Regions from separate parts of the Oryctolagus cuniculus genome. Here region 1 is linked to region 2. Evidence: chromatin contacts called from public Hi-C data. All regions are on one chromosome and are shown on one strand. Each heading gives the region's core, a stretch centred on a gene start, on an enhancer-like site or on the middle of the called end of the contact. The rest is flanking DNA. Distances are from core to core; before and after follow the strand shown.

Region 1 (5,916 bases), core at 1,235-3,734, 380 kb before region 2:
TGTCCTTTTAGTCATCAAAACAGGACAGTCAGTCATGGTCTAGCTCTGATTCTGCTGGAAACCATGAGTTTCGGCTGCACTTCCTCACTGAGTCACAGCAGCTTGTCTAGGCGCTGCCCTGCCTTCAAGAGAGCGTGCGCACTGCAGTCCCACATGTGTTGAGCGGCTTGAGTCACCACCAGAACTCTTCACTTGAGGGCACTGCCCATGGATCAGAATCTACATTCACTAAAGCATTATATAGCATGAAAAGTAATTTAATTTATGTAAGAACACACCCCAGGAACTCATTAAGTGGGCACTTTAGTCCTTGTGATAACCAAGTCAGTAAAATTAAGAAGGGGTAACCAGCTTATTCAGTTGAAGAAGTCATACAGATACTGAGATAAAACTAGAACATAAACTCCCAATTCCAGTATCAAAGCCTTTTTCTACAATATGTTGCTTCTTTTTGGAGTATTCCAGTTATATTTTTACTTTGTACTGTAATAACAAACATTATTCCACTCATCTTCTTACTACCACAACTCTCTCCTTGAACAATTTTAACTCAATTCATAATGTCAAAGATGGAAGAAAATGTCTGAACCAATTTGCAGTGAACATCCTCTGGTATGTCAAAAATGACGTTCTCCATGCAGAATAAAAACACAGCCTTAGATACGTGCATGTACCCCAGACAACAATGGCCAAACAAACAAACAAACAAAACCACCAAACCCTCACTCAGAGTCATGCTTAGGAGAAGTACATGTATTATCAAATTAAAGCACAGGAGTTTTATGCTTTATTTTCCAAATGCAGGAAAATCTTTCATTGAAAAAACACTAATTCCACAGAGTGTGCAATTAATCAGTATAATCATGGGGATAACTTAGCTGTTTGGGGAGGTGTGTCAAATAACTCTTTAAGGCCACTAAAGCACCACTTGAACCACCAAAGTAATGATTTTCTGAATCAGCAATTTGTACAAGGGTCCCCTAGAGACAGGCAGGCCTCAGGGCAACCCCAGAATCACTCAACTTACTTCTACTGAGTGACTTACCACTGGCTTAGTGTGAATAATATCTCAATAGTGCTGCCTACCCACTTTTACATTTTTATTGTAGTTGGGGGTTCTATTCTAATTCGATGTTAAGGCTAGAGAACTTATTATTCAGTGTTACAAATACACGTATAAATGACACTTGGTTATCTTCCCCTGGGATTAACAAATGACATATCCATAAACCTGAGAGCCCTGGAGTTTTGTGAGGAGCTCATCTTCAATCCCACTCACTGGCCCACTGGCTTCATAGTGTCTCCTCTCCATCCTAGTCCAAAAGTGAAGTTGCCTTCAGAATCCAGAATCAAACTTAAGTGGGACTGCAACTTAAAAGGGCCTTTCCACCCTGTACTCTCTGTCCATGCTCTGTCATGGGTGGGAAAGGCCCTACAAAGGGTGAAATTTTGGTTGTTTTGCTTCCATTGCAGGACACCTGGCCAGATATAATAGAGACAACATTATATGAGTAAGACTGCTGTCTCGCTAAATATTTTGGAATTTACTAGTGAATTTGAAGAAAATGAGTAGTCTTACTATACCACACAAATCACTTGTAATCCTTAGTTATTTGCTGCTCATTAAATTGTGTCCTAACACAGTCTTAGTAAATGATAAGAAAAAAAGATCAACTTTGAATAAGCAGAGTAGAACAGAAACAGAAGCGAAGGCTTAGTACTGTGTTTTAGAGTGCCTTTATATGCACTTAATTTATATATTGGAGATCTGTGAATTTCACACGAAAGCCTTGGTTTTTAGGCTTAGTTTACAACTAGGAAGAACATAACAATTACCAATATGACACTCAAGATGACACAACAATAAAGGACATGGAAGGCCATGAGACTTTTAGATATGGTATGTGTACATATGTATGTATACTAATATTATACATACATATATATACACACACGGATATGTCATGTTTTTAATCCTAGGAGAAGATAACCAAGTGTCATTTATACGTGTATTTGTAACATTGAATAATAAGTTCTCTAGCCTTAACATCGAATTACCATTGGGCTATTGTCCCCAAACATACAGAGCTGAGAAGCTGAGTTAAATTAGCCCAGAATCCGAAACATATTCCAGGGCACCTTTAGAGCAGACAAAGGGTAGTAAGAGAGCTAACCATGAGATTTACAGAAAAATAATATAGTTTGAGCCACACCTGGTCTTCAAGATCAACTTCAAGAGAACAGGCTCATAGCAGGGAAACTATCAGGTTAACAGGGCCGAACTCCTCAGAGTCCAACTGTCCTGTGGCCTGACTTATTGTTAGGAAGGTAAGGTTCACAGATAAAAATCATGCAAGCCACTGAGTCCGACGCTGTGATGTTTAAGAGAAGCCTCCCATTTACTGAATCTATGAGCATGACTCAATCAGGACAGGAAGGCAGGAAGCACAGGAAGAGGGGTGGGGGGAGCGCGGGGTGCTCAGGCAAAAGCAAGACAGGCAGTAGCCAAAGGAATGACCTCATCCTTTCAATAGTACACAATAAAATGTGTTTCATGGAATATAAGTTCACAGATAGCAACCTCCAATTCTGAAACATGTGAAAATCCTCTGCATAGCTGTGAAAGAAGTCTAAAAACCATGACATTGGGACGCAAATGGGTGGGTGTCGTCTGGCTGGCAGGAGCTGCCTGCTGGAGAGTCAGCAGTGGACGGTCTTCTCCAAGAGTTCAGACATCAGATGGGAGAAACGCTAAGGAGTAAACACTACACACTGGTCACAGGTGCCGTGGGGTGAAGGAGAAGCAGAGAAAGAACACGCAGCACCACCTCCATGAAGACAAGGTGGTAGTGAGCAAAGATGTGTATCTGAGATTCTAAGCAGGATGACATGGTAACAGCTCACAATGGGGTCTTACTATTTGTTAGGATACAACTCATGTAAAATAAATCACAATGAATAAAACTGACACTTGTCTAGTTAAGTACACATTCATTCTATAGAGTTCTGGTCTTCCCCAGCAGGGCCCCAGGACACTCTTCACTCAAGCAATGGCAGAGAGGCCAAACTCGCCTTCTGAAACTGCCCTGAAGAGTTCGATCCAACAATCTGGGAGTAAACAGACCATTAGCAACTGGTTCCTTTGACATCTCATGCTCTATATTAACAAAAAGCAAAACAAAACCAAAAAAAATTCCACTCAAATTACCTTTCCCAGTGTCTGGTGGTGAGCATAGCTTAAAAATGTCTTTATAAAGCATTTGGGTATAAATGTACACTCATTTTCCATGGCAGAACAAATGGAAACTATAAACTCTAACAGGAAGTTCTCTATCAGGGATTACTTGCCACAGCCATTACAGACAAATAGTCACGTTTCAAAATCTCAATCATTGATCCTCCTTTATGTCCCATTCACAGCCCAAACAAAAATCCTCAGTAACTATAAAAGACCAAGAGGGCCAGCTCCGTGGCTCATTTGGTTACTCCTCCGCCTGCGGCGCCAGCATCCCATATGGGCGCCGGGTTCTAGTCCCGGTTGCTCCTCTTTCAGTACAGCTCTCTGCTGTGGCCTGGGAGTACAGTGGAGGATGGCCCAAGTGCGTGGGCCCCTGAACCCGCATGGGAGACCAGGAGGAAGCACCTGGCTCCTGGCTTTGGATCAGCAAAGTGCACCGGCCTTAGTGGCCATTTGGGGGGATGAGCCAACAGAAGGAAGACCTTTCTCTCTGTCTCTCTCTTTCTCTCACTGTCTAACTCTGCTTGTCAAATAAAAATAAATAAATAAATTTCTAAAAATATATATATATATACATAAGGCCAAGAGGAACTATGAAAACAGCAAAAATTAGATTAGGGTAATATGAAATCAGTCACTTAAAAACTCAAGGGGGGTATCTATTCATACTGTATGTTATTTGATAAAGACTACCTATTTAGCAATAATACACCAAAAACAGAATGCCACCTTTATTTCCAAATAACCAGAAATTAATAGCCATACTCAGTACTAAGATACAACTTTGTAATCCCTCAGACATCTGATCCACAATGTAAAACTGAAAACCAAACCACACCAAAAAGACAAACAATCAAAACCACCGCAACCTTGAAAAATAAAACAATTAAGAACCCTACACATCAGTCCGTTCCAATGTGAGCAGCCAGTAGAGGGCGCACATGCCCCAACAAGAGCTGGCTACGGCTAGGCACTCCCCAAACTGGGAAGTGCTAAGTCTGAGCACATTCGAATGGCCCAGTGGAAGGGCACACTATCAGTGGCACTAACAAAACTAATATGCTCAGTTTAGGATTAGTAAGAAATACATACAAGTACACCTTATTATTAAATAATGACTTTATCAGGACTCTTGGCTGAGTCATAGAATTCCCTGCTTAAAAAAAAATTTTTTTATGGGTGTAAACTGAGGCTAGCAAGGATAGTTTGACCAAACTAGTTTTCAAGGCCACTGTAGTTTTCACAGAGCTATAGGACCCATACTAGGAAGTCTATATATTACATGAATTTGTAGAAGCAAATTAAATGTTAAATTTCTAACACAACACATCTTTGGTGCTTATAATAAATTACCCTTGGACCTGGTCTCTTACTGTGTATATATTTTTATGTGCCATATAAAAATCTATTAATTAATATTTGCAATCAAATCATGTGCCACTTTATGGTTGAACTGAGATACATGGTTACCTATTTTTCTCCAGGTTGGTGCCTGATTGGTTACTTGAACATCGTCTCCACTTGTTCATGGTCTATTCTGGGTCCCTCTATAATTGAAATAATTGCTTTGGGGTGTCAGTAGGTTACACCAGAAAAATACCTCCTATATGCATACTCATAGATAGGGCACTGTTTATTTGTTGAAGGAAGTTTGCCAATAAATGTAAAAATCATACATTTTTCTTAGTGCTTTCCAAGCTTATGATTTCAGAAACAATAGCACAAATTCAAAAGGGAAAAAAAATAGTCCATAAAATCACCAGAACAAAACCAACATCGAATACTATCCTATTTACTTTTAAAGATAAAAAGTAAATCCACAGGACGCTAAGTCTCTCATTTCAGATAGTTCAGAGTAAACAGGTTTTTCACTTAAGGTTGAGCTGGGAGGCATGGCAGGACAATTAGCTGCTACTTGTCTGTCCACCAAAATGGTCACTTCAGCCTCACCTCTACTCACCAAACAAAAACAATGAAGCCACAGAACATTTCCAGGTGATTTTTTTTTTAAGCATCCTCCACAGACTTGCGAGATGAAGTTAATTGACAAAACCTACAAACCAGGTGCTTTAGGTTACACATAGGTCACAAAAAATAATACATATCCTTTGGCTGGTGTGGCTACGATTTCTGCAGAAGTTAAAATGACGACGTTTTATTATTCCTAAGCACTCAATTCTGAACTGTTTGCACAATCTGTTAAGTCCAGGCAAATTTAAATGATTCTGACATGCAGCCTGCTAAGGCCAGTGGCGGGGATAATGCCTCTTTACGTGGGTAAAATTTTGTGGCATATAGGTCACTCTCTTAAGGGGAATCAACTGTGTGTCTCTTCTTTGCATTTCCACCACAATCCTTCATCCTGCAGCCTGGAGCTGAGAGTGAAATGCAAGAAAGGAGCCGAGTGCTCAAAGCAAAAATCTGCTTCCAGGACAATCCATTATATCTGACAAGTTAAATGTTCCATGGTAGGCCATATGGCATCAGAGCAGGCCCGACGATGGAAGAGGGGAACTCGGCAAATGCATCACAATTAAGGAGTTTGGCTACAGACTTTACTTTGAATTACTTTATTTTTTAAAATTTTAAATGCTGTCCCCCAAGCTTTCAACAAAAACTCTGACGAGACTATTTTTAAAGAAGGTCCCCAATTTCTTATCTCATGACTGAAATTTCAA
Region 2 (6,083 bases), core at 3,105-5,604:
ACTAAAAATAACATTACAGATCATTTTTACTGACATGAGGAAAAATAAATATAAAAGGCAGAATACAAAATTTTATATATGATAAGTTCATACCAAGGTTAAAAAAAGTGGAGACTGATAGGAAATCACTAAAATATTTAAAATGGTCAACTTTTACTGGTAGGATGATTTTATATTCTTTATACTGCATTCATTATTTATATTTATATATTTATTCAATATAATATACATTATATATTATTTATAATAAATATAATATAAATTATGTGATCCATATATAATATATAAATATAATATTATATATTTTATATAATATATAAATTTTATATAATACATAAATATATAATATAATATAAATATTTATATTTATATATTTATATATATTAGTCACAGTTTATATTAGGTGTCTACAATCAGTGTGTACTACTTTCATCATTAGAAAAAAAATCATTATTCTCAAAAAATTCCTAGAATTAATCTTACTTTTGGTCTAGTACAAAATCTTGCTTTTTTGTCTAGTAAAAAATACTTTGATAAGTTGTTTTGTTTACTTTTTAAGGAAGAATTTCACAAATCTACTCCAACACAAGCCTCAAAGTAATAATTGTTGGCAGGGCAGTAGTAAATATCAGGCAAAAATTGTGTATATTTATTTTAAAATTGGTTACGCTATCTCTATTTTAAAACACTGAAGAAAAAGAATTCTCTTAGCCGCTCAAGGTTTAAGTAAAGCCACAAACCATGTTATATTTACATCATTGGTATTAGCTCATTTAAAAACTACACAGCAGGTAATTTGCCTTAATTTCTTGCAGTTTTTGAAAGTACTGATGTTTGATCTCAAGATCAAAGAGGTGGAGATAACTTTCCATAACCACCCAACCTTTCCAAAGCCCCTTGCTTGCTTTTGTAGTTGGTTGTCCTTTCTCAAGAGAGTCCTACAGATTCAGACTGCTGAGAATCCGTGCCTTTCCCCCATGGCCAGCCCCAGGCAGCATTGTCAGAGAGCTGAAGGGAGACCAGCCCAGTGTCTGATGCACTCCCACTTTCTTCAAATCTTTCTCCTGCTTCCACCTCATGAAACGTTGCTAACGTTCCTAAGCATTTTGTGCAGGGCTTTGGCCCCTGCTACTTTATTTCACCATCACAGTACGTAGCCTTGTTATTTGCCTCATTTTACAGATGAGGATGCTCAAGCTCAGAGTGGTTAAGTAAGCCGTCAGGCTCACACAGCGGGGCGCAGGCACCACTCACGCTCAAAGCCACGCTTTTTTTTTTTTTTTTTTTGAAAGCTGTGCTTACTCTCGCTGGCTGAGGTTGTTACTGTTACTTTGGAGTGTCTTTCCATGCCTTTGAAATGGAATCATTCAGATTGTCTATTTTACACCTAACATTCAAATTGTCTTCAATTTGAGACAATCGGAAGCTCTTTAATTTTCTCTTCAAATCGTGGAAGTTTCCTGAAGAACATGGACGTCTGCTTAATGATATCTAGAAGGTCAATAGGTTTAGACGAATTCGGGCATCATCAGTGGCCCCCAAATCAACACAGTTTTCCCATAACCGAATGATGGACCACTGGCTTGTCTTTCTGTGGGTTTAGCCTCATTTCCCTACCAGTCTTGCCTACTGCTCTCTGTGGCCAGTCAAGATTTAAAAACACTCATTCCCAAGGAATTCTTCTTTATCCCAAACAATTCTAATTCTGCTCCTACTTAGCTCTATGCCTTCAGGTAGTTTACTTTGGGCTGCTGAGATACAAGTCACTCATCTGTTTAAAAACAGAAATAAGAATATCCCCCCCCTTTTGTGTTGGGGGAAGATTAAATGAGATAATGTAAGTAAAGTTCTTGATCCATTGGCTGGGTGGGATGCGGGGGTCAGATGGGGCTTGTAAGGTGAGCATCCTCTCTCCTTTTCCTGTGCCTGTTCCCAATTCTCTATGTGAAGCCACTGTGTGCCATACTAAGGGTTTTGCTTTTCTTCTTCCCCAGGAACACTTTGTATTTCTGGTTCCTTTTCTAGGAGAACTTCTTTTTCGATCTCATACTTGTCAATTCTGCATTCCACCTCACAGGAAGGAGCAAACTCCAACAGGGTTAGGATATAGCCAGTAACCCGTCGCTTCCATTTCCCTTTCCACTGAAACCCTAGCAAACAGAAAACCAAACAGAAAAAGAGCCCAGCGCCTGGGACTCAGGTGAGAGTGCCTGGCCAGTGCTAGGTCTCGTGGATGGCACACTTGCTTATGGTGAAAGTGACACAGCAAACCGCAGGCGCAGATATTCCCCACGCAGGGATACTGAGTGGAAACAGTTTTGTTGTTGTTGTTGTTGCTGATTTGCTGATAAGGAATTATTCTTTGGTGGTTAAACCCAAAAGAATGACGGGGCTAAAAAAAAGCCTTTAGCTTCTGGACTTAGGAAGTTTCCGGGGATATGAGTTGTGTTCTCTGACAATTTCCACACCCTCGGCTGATTTAGCGAAGGCCAAGGGCCGGCAGTGTGTGAAGTTTGTGATGGATCATCTCCCCCAAACCCTCAGGGCCCGAGACAGTTGGTGCTTACGTGTCTACAATTTAGAGTTTTCTGTGTCTTCCTTATGCTGTCGTCTGCCTACGTATCCCACTCAGGACATCATCTCCCTAAAAAGAGTGGAGAATGAGGATCCTCTCCTAGGGGATCTTCCCGGAGTGAATGTGCAAGCCTTCCCGAGCTCAGATTTCGTTTCCTGCAGGTCAGATGGTGCGGTCCGTGGGCGGCCAGAGTGATAGGGACAGCTGTTCTTAAGAGGTGGCTCCCGCCGGAGCCGCCTGGAATTCTGCGGCACTGAAGTGTGAGTCCCAAGCATTTTAATCTCAGATGTTTAATCTCAGAGTCCTGGGCTACGCACAGGGTGTAGTGTCACCATTCAGCCCCCCCGGCCCTCTGCAGCCGGTCCTCCGGCCACGACAAGGAGGTGGCTTGGATCTGCCCCGCTGCAGGCACCTCCCTGGCTACATCTTCAGTTACATCTCGCGCAGTCGTGGCAGGTGCGGCGGCGGCGGCGGCGGCGCGGTCTCAGCCTGCCCAGCTGGACGCGGGTGGCCGCGGCCCTCGCCCGCTGTGGGTGCGCTCCTGGCACTCCGAGAGCGCTCCTGCCTGGGTACCCTGCCGAGCGCACCGCTGCCCTCCTGCAAACCGGGTTCAAGGCGCACTCCCCGCCGCCCGGTGCTGCCCGGACCCCCCTCCAGCCCCGCCTCGGGACTTGGCGGCTCCGGGCACCGGGCAGCAGCTGCCTCTCCGCGCAACGAACTGCAGCGCTACACGGGGGACCTGGGAGGCCACCGCTCAGCCGCCTCCCACCCAGGAGAAAGCCACGTTTGATGAGAGATTTGCGTCAGTCCCAGCGTTTTCGCAGCTACCTCAATTTTCAATTCCACGCGACCGTAGAATTCTTGTCTTTCCCTTTTTGTGGGAAAAGTTTAGACTCAGGCTATTAAAAAAAAAACCCACTGTATTCACAGTCTTAGGGAGGGTGGGTGGGGATGGAGAACTGGTTGCCATATGGGAAAAGAATTATTGACCAGTGTAAGCGAGGTTCTTCATTTTTCTCTTTGATCTTAAGGACTTTAACTATGCCAGAAAATTTAAAGCAAGTATCTCTCAGCATAGAGACTTGATCAGATGGCCCCAGGAAGTATCCCCAAGGGCTAGGGTCTCTGGTTTTGTGATCAGTAGATTGAAATCTAGAATTAGAAATCTATCTTTTCTTTAGGCCGGAAGTGGAGAGAAGAAGGCATGATGTGAACCAAATACCAGTAGTAGGTGGTCTTCTGTCCCTCCCACCATCCTGCGGGCTGCCATTCTGATCCGGGGGTCAGTAGTACAACACCAGGAAGCCAAACACGTGAATTGTCTTGCCATTTAAGATTCTAGTGCCACAGTTCTCTCCATAAATATTGAAAATACAAAATGAATTAGATATTTTGAGTTTCTCTTTCTAGCTTCATGTTTTCAATCCGAGAGAGAGAGAGAGAGAGAGAGAGAGAGAAAGCAACTAGTTCTCTTTTTTAAAACTCAGAAAAATCAATCCCATTGATCAATATGGAAACCCAAAGACCCACCCTTCCCCCCCCCGTGCAAGGAGGCAGGAACTTGGTCTCTGAGACACCCAGGGGGCATCTCAGGGGCAGTGTTAAAGCCAGCTGAGTTGGCTGAAGGCTGACGTTAGGTGTGCCCAAAATGCGGGATGTAGTGCAGTCTTCAAAAAGCATCTAGTGCATTTTTGCAGGATGAGTCACCCTTGTTTAGCTTTAGTGAATCATTTTGTGTGTTGTTGCTTTTGACCCACCCTTTTGCTGGGCTACAAGAGCCAACCCTCTCTCTCTAAGAGGGGGAAGAGAAGAAGCAAGATGTGGGAGCTCCCCCTGGTGCCTTGCTGTGTTCAGGCTGACTGAAGGCACCGCAAGCCAATGCGTCTACACAGCGTAAAAGCAAAACGGAATTGTCTTAAAAGGCCCATTTCTAAGCTGTCACCTTAGGTGGACGTCTTGTTTTGTCAGAGAGCATGTTTACAAAACCACATTTGAAGTGGGGGATTTGGCAGCTGTACTCTGGATCGGATTACTCTTGGAATCCGACTGCATCACTTGGTGCCTAAAATTGTTCTCTTTGTTAGTCTACAGTTATCATTTGACTCGGTCGTTTTCACACACTTCCTTAGTCCACGCGGATGCCATAAAGCCATCACAGATGCCTAGTACCTGGCCCACCTGGGACCCCAGTAATGTCACAGTGACCTTTTTAACACTAGGGGACGGGAACTCCTGTGGACTCTGGTCACCTGTGAAGGTAAAGGTGATGAGGAGAATTCCACTCAGTCTACTGGATACATACGATTTATCTTCATGTGTGTGGTTAGGGCTGCTCCTGGTTCATACTGTGGAGAGAATAAAAAACGTAGAAATATAATCCCTGCCAACACCTGGGCAAATCGGTTCCGGGACAAACTTCAGTGTTTGTTAACATAGTTGAAAGGGATGAATCTACTTTATCATCAGCCTTTCACCTTCTAAGTAAACGCAGAATTTTTCGTTTCCTTTCATTTTGTGTGTCTAACGTTGCTTGAGTGGGAATGCTTAGAAGCCAAAAGCGAAACTGAAGCCCACTCAAAAGACCACCAATTTTAGTTCATCTGGCTCAGAATTGCACATCCTGTCTACACGCTATGCTCACCTCTGCTAATGCCCTCAGCAGCGTGGTCCTCTATCCCACCCTGCCTCCAGCGTTTGTGACTTACTTTTCTCTAGTTCAAGGCTCACCTCTTTCCTGACAATGCTCCCGTGTGCACGTTGCTCCCTTTCCTAACTCTCTTCCCATTTATTGTCTGCGCCTCCCAATGAACTCTCCTTCCAGAGAGCCCCACACTGACATTTCTGCAACCTGTACAGGCAGGTGTGTTCTCTGTGGCTCTGAACTGGGAGCTTCGCAGGGGGAAAGTCACAGCTTTTGTTTTTTTCTGCATCTTCATTGCCGGAGCATGCTGATATCTTCAATAGTTTTCTGCTAAATGCATAAATTGAAAGAATAATCCTGAGGGATCTTTTTTTAATCTCAAAAATTTTCTAAGTCCCATGTCCCTTAAATGAAAAATTGTTAAGTTAAGGAGTCATTTCCAGGAGTTTAATTTATGTATTACTTGTGCTTTGCCTCCACCCCAAAAGGATTTAAGGTGGGCTTAAAATATTATGAAAACTAGACAAGATCATTAATTCTGTTCCTGCCAGCTCTAAAAATCATAGTTCTAGATCCCAGCGCAAACAATGGAAGGTCTTCTGTTAAGATAAAAAAAATCTTCTTTATAATAGCTCTCATATTTATGCTAAGAAAGAAACCAAAATTACAGATAAAATTTTCAGAAATATTTTTGCATCTTCTCTGCATATCGTACACACACACACACATACATACATGCATACACACTCACACTAGAATGGCACTGGCAGTGAACATAGGTTGTTTAAAGTATAGCTATTCAACTGTCATATAAAGTGAAATCTATATTTTCCCTCTCTATATGACTATATATTTAACATCTCCATG

What was found. Hi-C and Micro-C count contacts between places; a contact is called where the count stands out from the background.
Region 1: a contact with region 2 is called in a Hi-C map of psoas muscle, with 5 times the contacts expected there. The contact joins two enhancer-like sites. A contact is called at or near these places in 4 of 6 Hi-C or Micro-C datasets (ear pinna, psoas muscle, skin fibroblasts and 1 more).

What each region holds. Positions count from the first base shown.
Region 1 is chr10:22,892,364-22,898,279 of mOryCun1.1, reverse strand. The region is part of intron 4 of TCF4 (transcription factor 4); the gene reads right to left. Among named protein-coding and RNA genes, the nearest start is that of TCF4, 190 kb to the right of the region's middle. Within about 2 kb of position 2,484, at least 4 of the 8 cell types and tissues checked have an H3K27ac peak or open chromatin away from gene starts, as enhancers often do.
Region 2 is chr10:22,513,357-22,519,439 of mOryCun1.1, reverse strand. The region is part of intron 1 of LOC103349348 (a long non-coding RNA gene); the gene reads left to right. Among named protein-coding and RNA genes, the nearest start is that of TCF4, 190 kb to the left of the region's middle. Within about 2 kb of position 4,354, at least 3 of the 8 cell types and tissues checked have an H3K27ac peak or open chromatin away from gene starts, as enhancers often do.